Linked DNA regions of Ovis aries: region 2 is linked to region 1. A link is a contact called in public Hi-C data. All regions are on one chromosome and are shown on one strand. The core of a region is the stretch at or near the end of the contact, and the rest is flanking DNA. Distances in the headings are between cores, read along the strand shown. Region 1 holds the start of ELF2 (E74 like ETS transcription factor 2). Region 2 overlaps ELF2 (E74 like ETS transcription factor 2).

Evidence for each region. A called contact is a pair of places that touch in the nucleus more often than the background predicts.
Region 2: a Hi-C map of hypothalamus shows a contact between it and region 1, with 5 times the contacts expected there. The contact joins the enhancer-like site here to the promoter of ELF2 in region 1. A contact is called at or near these places in 4 of 16 Hi-C or Micro-C datasets (blood, hypothalamus, muscle and 1 more).

The regions. Positions count from the first base shown.
Region 1 is chr17:18,525,507-18,529,707 of ARS-UI_Ramb_v3.0, reverse strand. ELF2 (E74 like ETS transcription factor 2) reads right to left here and starts at 1,268. Exons shown (of 9, transcript XM_060401003.1): 1 at 1,028-1,268.
Region 2 is chr17:18,582,313-18,586,904 of ARS-UI_Ramb_v3.0, reverse strand. All of the region lies in intron 2 of ELF2 (E74 like ETS transcription factor 2), which reads right to left. Among named protein-coding and RNA genes, the nearest start is that of ELF2, 56 kb to the right of the region's middle. Within about 2 kb of position 1,619, at least 5 of the 54 cell types and tissues checked have an H3K27ac peak or open chromatin away from gene starts, as enhancers often do. A contact at or near this core is called in hypothalamus, where this site is marked.

The sequences.
Region 1 (4,201 bases), core at 19-2,518:
ATCTAGATTACTCTCGGGGTAATGGGGTATTTTCTCTGTCCTCTACTGACATGGAATAAAAATGCCCAAGTAGAGAGGGGACTCGGCTGCCAGCTCGCAAAGCTGCTCAGGCAGTCAGTTCCAGCCCTAGCCAAGCCTTCACCGTCCTCCTGCCGCGTCCCCCCACCCCACCCTCCAATACCCAGGAACATGGTCCCGGAGGGCCAGCTTCGCGAAGAGAGGCTCCATAAGGCGGTCACTGGACGCGCATGTTACAGAGCCCGTTTTTGTTTTGTTTAAAAAACAGATTCCTGTCAGAGCCCAGCCTCCCCACTCCCGCGGGAACAGGGGGAAGTGGCAGCAGGGGGCCGGTGTGGAGTGAGAATAAAAGAATGACCGCGTACAACCTGCCGTGCCAGCTAGCAGCAGAGAGCAGGAAAGGTAAGAGGCGACTAGGAGGCCCGACGGCGGAGGAAACTGCTCTCTAGCCGTCCACGCCACCCCACGCGGCCGCAGCCGCCCAGGTCCCGCCCCGGACTCGCCGCCCTGCCCCGGCGCCGGCCGCCGCCTCCCGCCTTACCCGACCCTCCCAGGACGCGTTTCCTCTAGGGCCGGACCCCCGCCCTGGCCTCCTCGCGGGCTAAGGCGGGTCAGTTCAGTCCGCTTCTCGGCAGAGGTGACTCGCGCGGCGATGTAAACACAGCGAGACCAGCTGCGCGCGGCCCATCCCCCCCGCCGGGGTCTGTAACCTCTTCCCTCAGCCCCGCTCCGCGCCCCGCGCTCCTCGCGGGCGGCGCGCCGCGCGCCTTCCCCTTTCTCCAAGTCCAGCTCCCCGACCGTTGCCCCCGGGCACTCAGCCCCCTTTCCCAGCTCCCGGCCGGTGTCACCGCCACAGCCTCCGGAAAACCCTCCGCTAACCCCGGAGCAAACAACACAGGCGCCGGGCGGGGGCGCGGAGGGAGGCGGTGGCACTCGGGACGGCAAGGCTTTCTCGCCGCACCCTCCGCCCTCCCTCCCTCCCACCAGCCTCGGCGGCCCGCGCTCTTACCTGCTCTCCGCGTCGCCCGGGAAGACCGCCGCGTCGCTTTCCCTCCCGGCAGGGCCGCGGAGTAGCCGCCGCCGCCGCCGCCGTTGGCCAGGCGTCCGGAGGGAGCCGGGGCCTCCCCGGCTGCCCGAGCCGCTCCACTGGGAGAGGAGGAGACAAAACAGCGGCGCGCCGCCCCGCGCAGAGCCCCCCGTCCTCGCCGCTCCACCGACCCCCCAACCGCCGAGGCGACGGCGGCGACACTGAGCCCGGCGCGGGGAGCAATGGTGGCCCCCGCCCTCCACCCCCCGCCTCGGCTCCTCCCCCTCGGCCTCCTGCCGCCGCCACCAGGACACTCGAGTCCGCCTCCCCCACCCCGCCCGCTCCGAGCGCTCCTCCCCTCCCCACGCGGCGGCGGGGAGGGGGGTGCGGCGGCACCGCCAGTCACCGCCGCGCCTGTCAAACCCGGGCCGGCTATTTATACCCCGCGGGGCCTCGCCGCCCTCGGCCCGCACCAGCCCGCCCAACATGCTTCCGTGGCCGTCTCGAATCTCGCCCGCCCTGTAGCCCCCCAACTTCTCCAAAACCCGCCTTCTCAGGTAAAGACTCTCGCCACTTGTCCCGCTTCCTGCTCGGCGCGTCGCCAGCATGTTCCCGACTCCGACCCGGGCCCGGGACTGGCGCGGGGGCTCCCAAACGCGGGCTGGCGCGTGGGGGGCAGCGGGGCCGCGCGTGCACCTGCAGCGGCCGCCGGCCCAGACGGCACTCATACACCCTTGCCCCTCTCGGAGGGCCCCCGCGGGCCCGGGCTGTCACCCCATCCCCAAGCTCTGGACTCCCTCCCTTCTCCTCCAGGGACTGCTCGGCCCTCGGGCAGCCTGACAGTCACTGAGGACTGTAGGTTGTGGAAACTCCTAGCCCGGGTCTCTCGCATCTCCACTCCGAAGCCGGGACTAAGTGGAAGGCGGGGGCGCGGGCGGGCAGGAGTGCGCCACCGGCCCCGCCCCGAGTGCCTCCCCGGCCCGTGACGCTCGTGGAGCCACGCCCCTCCCTGCCCGCGCCCCTCCGCGCAGCCCGCTCTTCCTCCTCCCGCTAGCCTGCAACGCCCGGCCTTGTACCCCGCGGACCCCGCCCCATTCCCAGAAATTACCACCCGCCCAACGGCCGGGCCGCGCGACGGTTGGTGCTCGCGTTTGCTGACGGGCGGGCGGCAGGGCTCAGCGCGCAGCTGCGGAGCGCGGCGAGCCGTCCCCTGGCTCTGGCCCCGGGGAGCTGCGGGTGTCCACCCCGAGCCATTGTCGCTCCTCGCTCGGTCGGCGACGGACGGACAAGTAACTGAAGTCCGAGGATTGGCGGTGCGGGAATGTGGGAGAGTGTTGGTGCGGGAGTATTTGAGTGCCTGCGAATTCGAAAGGAAATGAAAACCCAGTTGTAGCTGCAAGCTTCTGGTTTCCCCCCTTTCACACAAAGAGGAATCTCTGAGCAGGGCACTCACGCGCCTCCAAGTACACAAAAGCCAATGACACGGTGCCCAGGGTTGTCCTGCGTTTGTAGCGCCTCATTAATGATCTTTCTTACGCACAGTTATGCATATAAACGCCTCAACCTATTCCCCCATCAACACACTTGGCCGCCGCCGCATTTTCTTGTATTTATTCAACAAAGAACCGAGACTCCCAGTGCGCGTGGGGACCGATTCTGGTCCCCTCCCGGGCTCCTGCAGCCGCACTCCGATGGACCCGGCACAGTGTTCAGCAGGTTCGTTTCCCGGCTCCAGTCGCTTTCTTTTTGAGGCTCCACCGTCACTCCTGAACGAAGGAAAAACGCTGAGGATTATAAGAGATGGCTGTTCTTGAAAGTAACGTGGGAACCGTGGAAATAACGCTACAGTAAGGCTCAAACTTCAAAGAATCACAGGAGGCCCTCTGGTAGAAGTCTCTGAAGAGCGAGGAATTTAATGATCTTCTCTTTTTTTAAAGCTAATAATGCCTGTATATTTACTGGGAAGCCAAGAGGGTTGTGAGGGGATTCTTTCTATCTGAAAAAGCAACTCTGGGTACTTTTTTCTTAAGAGATTTTTGCTTTTAAACAGGGGAAATCTGTATAGCAAATAGGGTCAGTCAGAGATCCTCTGAACTCTGATGAAGTTTTTTAGATTCCTGAGTTTTAAAACATAGCGACTCTTGCCACTTTTCTAAATTAAAGAATTTATAAAGCCTTATAAAGCCCATTCAAGGGCTTCCCTTGTGGCTCAGCTGGTAAAGACTCTGCCTGCAATGCGGGAGACCCCTGGGTTCGATCCCTGGTTGGGAAGATCACCTGGAGAGGGCTACCCACTCCAGTATTCTGGCCGGGAGAATTCCATGGACTGTATGGTCCATAGGGTCGCAAAGAGTCAGACACGACTGAGCGACTTGTCCCTATAACATTCAAATCTTTCATACACATTAAACAGAATACTATAAACAGCATCCTTTCTAGGGCAATATTTCTAATGCCCTATTTCCTGTAAAATAGCCTATAACTTAGAAGGCAATGGCAACCCACTCTAGTGTTCTTGCCTGGAGAATCCCAGGGACAGAGGAGCCTGGTGGGCTACAGTCCATGAGGTCACAGAGTTGGATAGGACTTAAGTGCCTGAGTACAAGTTCACTATTGTCCATTTTTTATATTTGTAAGGAATTAATATTCAGTACTACTGTATCTCCATGACCATAACATGGCATAATAAGGAGTATGCAACAAGCCCTGATTTCTAAGTTAGGAACAGATTTGGTCTGTATATATAGAGACCAAACATTATTAAGATTATATGTATATTAGGTAGAATAATTTTGTTTTCTCTCTTTCCCTTTTGTTTTCGCTAAGAAAATCTCTTTTTAAGATCATCTTAGACTACTCAGCCTGTCTTCAGTATGACAGGCAAAATAAGAGAAGAGGTTATCATCACTTTTATATCAGAATGATAAATGCAAGAAGGACCCCTTAGCACCTGTTTTAAGGCTGGAAGTGGTAATCAACATGAGGAATGAAGGACAAGACTAAATTCTCCAAGTGGTAGCCTGTAAATAATTTGTCCCTCCCAAATTGAACATTCTCTTTTTGGGGCAAATCCTTCAGCACTATTGAGTTATAGTTGGCTAAATAAGGCTCTATTCCCTTTCAAAGTGAGTAATCCAAGAGAACAAAGGAATGCCA
Region 2 (4,592 bases), core at 370-2,869, 57 kb before region 1:
CAGAATATTGCCTGTAGATGAAGCCTAGACATAATAATCAGTGTCTTATCTCAAGAAGATAACTGGAACTTCTAAGGGTCTCCTAGTTAGGCATGTAATGCAGCAATCAAATTAAAAACAAATGCTATTCTGCCAGCCTTGTTTTTTCCAAACCAAATGGCTAAAGCTTACCGCTGTAAATCCAAATAGATGCTAACTGTGCTAACTATTTGAGTTCTTTCTCCTCTTCAACCAAATCCTTGGTTCCCTCTTCAAAACAATTTTGCATTTTAAATTATTATTCTAAGTCTTTATTTTACGAGGATTAAGTTGAAGGAAAAAAAGGTAGGAAAAACAAAACAAAAACAGGATTCAGATTCTCCTAAAAGTCGCATCAAACAACATGCATAATAAGAACTCCTTTTTTGCTAACTGCTTTAGAGACCTAACTCTTTTCTTTCGATGTAAAACTTTCTAGGTTTACCTTTTGTAAGCTCATCTAGTCATAAGAAAATCTCTAAATTCTGGCTAACGAATAATTCATTTTGTTCAAATATATTCTTAAAAAACTCCTGGAGGATAACTACTTATTATCATGACTCGGTCTTACAGAAAACATATGAAAAGTATTTTCATCAAATTAAAAATTTTTAATTGTTCATTCCTTTTAAGTAAGATATATATTTTGGCTGATTTAAAAAGTAAAAGGAAATCAAACAGTTACAACCAAATGCTGAATTTAAATGTGGAGAATATGGGATACCCATTATAAAAATCTGTACTTCATCTTAATAATGTCTAAGAGAAAGAAAGGAAATTAGCTATATTCCTTCTTTCCTTGATATACTTACTCAATTAAAAAATTACAGAAATGTAAAAAAAAATTTAAATAAAAACTAATCCTATCTCATCTCCTAATCCCATTCCCAGATTGTAACTAAGCACCGCAAACACCGTGAGTTCTTAGCCCCATTCCCTGATTTTTTGTGAGTGGGAAGAAGTCACTTATGCTTCTGATGGCAGTATTTCCCCATGATTTTTTTTTTTTAAAGGGTGAGATTGACAAATGCTTAATTCCATTTGACTTGCTTCTCTGTCCCTAAACCCTTTGCCTTAACAGTCAACTATGCCCCTTTGATAAAATTTAAATATGACCCACCACAGTAGAAATAATTCAATCTAGAACTTACAGACTAACTACTATACTTGGTTATTTTTTGTCTTTCCTCACCTTTCCCCAAGCTTATCTACTTAATACTATTATTTCCTCAAATGCTTGATTTTCTCAACTTAGTTGGTAAGCATCTTTGAGGCCAGCCACCATGTTATAGTCAACTCTGAATCACTTACTCCCTAGGAGCTGTGAGTACTTTGCATATAATAGGTACTTTGTACACGATGGATATTAGTTCACCAGTATCACAACTATGCTTAAAAACTGACATATGGAGGAGGAAAAGGGAGAATTTACCTGTTGCTTCAATTGCTTAAAAAGAAATGGTTCATGAATTTATTATTTTAGCTTAACTGAAAATACTAACTGTAAAGAACAATTTCAGGAGTTGTTAACTTATGTAATCTGCCTTGTGATACAGAAATTTTACTCTAAGGGGAATTTACATGTTTTCTCCACTAGAGCCTGAGCACTGCCTGAATGCAGACACTGCCTCTTTTGTCTATCGCTCTAACCCCGTGCTTTAAACAGTGAGAGCCACTCAGTCGTGTTCAACTCTTTGTGACCCCATGGACTATGCAGTCCATGGAATTCTCCAGGCCAGAATACTGGAGTGGGTAGCCTTTCCCTTCTCCAGGGGATCTTCCCAACCCAAGGACCGAACCCAGGTCTCCCACATTGCTGGCGGATTCCTTACCAGCTGAGCCACAAGGGAAGCCCATGCTTTAAATAGTACCTGATATATAGCAGATGCTCAATGAATGTTTACTGGTGAATTAATTAATAATAGTAATGCACTACATCATCTCATACAAACCTGAAAGAACTTTAGTATGTTTTCACCCTCAACAGCTGGAGAAGGCAATGGCACCCCACTCCAGTACTCTTGCCTGGAAAATCCCATGGGCGGAGGAGCCTGGTGGGCTGCAGTCCATGGGGTCGCTAAGAGTCGAACACCACTGAGCGACTTCACTTTCACTTTTCACTTTCATGCATTGGAGAAGGAAATGGCAACCCACTCCAGTGTTTTTGCCTGGAGAACCCCAGGGACCGGGGGAGCCTGGTGGGCTGCTGTCTACAGGGTTGCAAAGAGTCAGACACGACTGAAGCAACTTAGCAGCAGCACCCTCAACAGCAATCTTTGTGATGGGTAAAATACAACACAGTAAGAAACTACAGTATTAACTGAGTTCTCACAGTGGCAGAAGCTCTTTTAGCGCTATCATTCCCAACAGTCAAGAGAATGGTTCTCAAAGTATGAATCCTGGGCCAACAGCATCAACATCATTTGGGGACTTGTTAAAAATGCAAATTCTTCAATTCCACCCCACTGAATCACAAATCCTGGAGGTGAGGCCTAGCGATCTGTATTTTAATAAGCACTCTAGATGATTATGGTGAATACTGAAGTTTGAGAACCACTAGTCACAGAAATTTTTTTCATGGAAATCGAAGGGATCTCAAACCAACAAAAAAGTAAAGAAAGATTAGATGAGGCTTTTAAGAAATGTACTTGATGTACAAACACTAGAATATTTTTAGAATAAGTTAAGTCAAGCCATTAAGTGGCATGAAAAACTACCACTGTACAGTTAAGAGGTTTTTTCCTTTTCCTTAGCAGAAATCACAAAACTGTATTCAATAAGAAACATATTTAAAGTGGCTTTCAGATCCCTACTATGAGCTATTAAAGAAAGAGAACAGAAGTAGTGCAGAATGTGGAGAAGAAAAGGAAGATAAGGTAGACAGCTAAAATATGACATGAATGAGATAGAGGAAAACTGTCTTTCAGATCCACCTGAAATTTAGCACCTTACTTTTAAATGAAGTACAAACTACAGTAGTTTTCAGTCACATTATCTGTGACCTCATGACCAACAGAAATCATAAAATATTTTCATATTGTATTATAGTTATTACATATTTCTCAAAATATAATTGATGGTCATCACCACTTTGAAATTATAGCAGTAAATTTGATCTGCCATTAAATCTCATTATTTAATACATTATTAAGGAAACATGTATTAATATATCACAGTTAAAAATAGCCTGAAAGCTATATTTCAATATATTTGGTTCCTTGGTATTCCTAGGTATTTTATATATTTAAAAACATTAAATATGAGAGAAGGTCCACAGGCTTTACCACATGGCCAAAAAGGCCCGCAATACAAAAACATTAAAAAATCATGCAAAAGCTAATAGTTAACAGTTGTGTTAAAAGTGTTCTTGTTCTTAAGTTATGCGCCCCTTCACAAATCTGAGAAAATGTATAGACCCTTTCCCAAGTTTACAACAGGGCATGAGGCGTGCAGAAGGGACAATGATTCTTCCTCCTGAAACAGCACTATATCAAAGCACCCATATCTTGATTCCTAAAAGAAACGCTAGTTGTGCTAACTTCTTTAATCTCTATTAACTTTTAGCTTAGTACGGGCAATGAGCACATCTATAGCCCAAATCTGCTGAGGCAGACAATTTAGTGGAAAGTGAATAAGAATAGTCAACTAGCTTAAAATTAGGAAACTGAATGAGGAGCTAAGGACTTCAGTCGTTATTTCAGGTAATGCTTTTATTGTCTTACTTTACTTTTCATTTACAGTACTCAATATTTTGGAAACAAATTTGTATAAAAAACATACTTTGTTTAAAACCCTTAATAAAGCTTCCCACCACCTTTTAGATAAGGCCCAAAAAACAGATATAAAGGTTTCAGAGTCCTCACCAGTTAAGCTTTTACTTCTTTCGCTTCATTTTAATCCCCTGTCCTTGCCATAAACCATAATCTAGCCATATTGGATACCTTTCTGCTAATTAAATACACTATGTTCTCCTTCCTCCAGACTTTCAGACATGCTATTCACTACATGGCTAGTTACTTCACACCTTTCAAACCTGTTTAAATGTCACTTCCTCATGAAGGCATTCTCTGACCTCCTAGCCATTCCTCTGCTGTATGCTCTCTAAACCTTTCATCAATCCTACCATAACACTAACTCATCACATTGTATTGCAGCAATGTGTTTAACTGTTCATCTTTTCCACAAAGCTGAAAGCCTGGTGAGGGCAAAGGCAGGGTCCTGCTTATCACAAGAATTTCAGCTCTGAGCCTGACAGGCTGTAGGTCTGCAGTAAGAGCTGGGAGAGGAATGGATTTGCCTACAGTTTTAAAGCATTCCTATTTGTATGCCTAAGAAACCTGAGCTATCCCTACTTTGTAACACTTGTAACCTTATATGCTACTCATTTAAAATTTTATATAATCTGCATTTAACCCTCTCCACAGTCTGAGTTAATAAAACTGTATTACTTAGACACATTGTTATATATAAAATTGGAAGTTATTAGTGTTTAAAAAAACAAGTCTGAGTGCAAAGAAATGAATTCGACTAGTTTCCCAAACTTAACAAATATCCTTTAATGATCTACTGTCTGG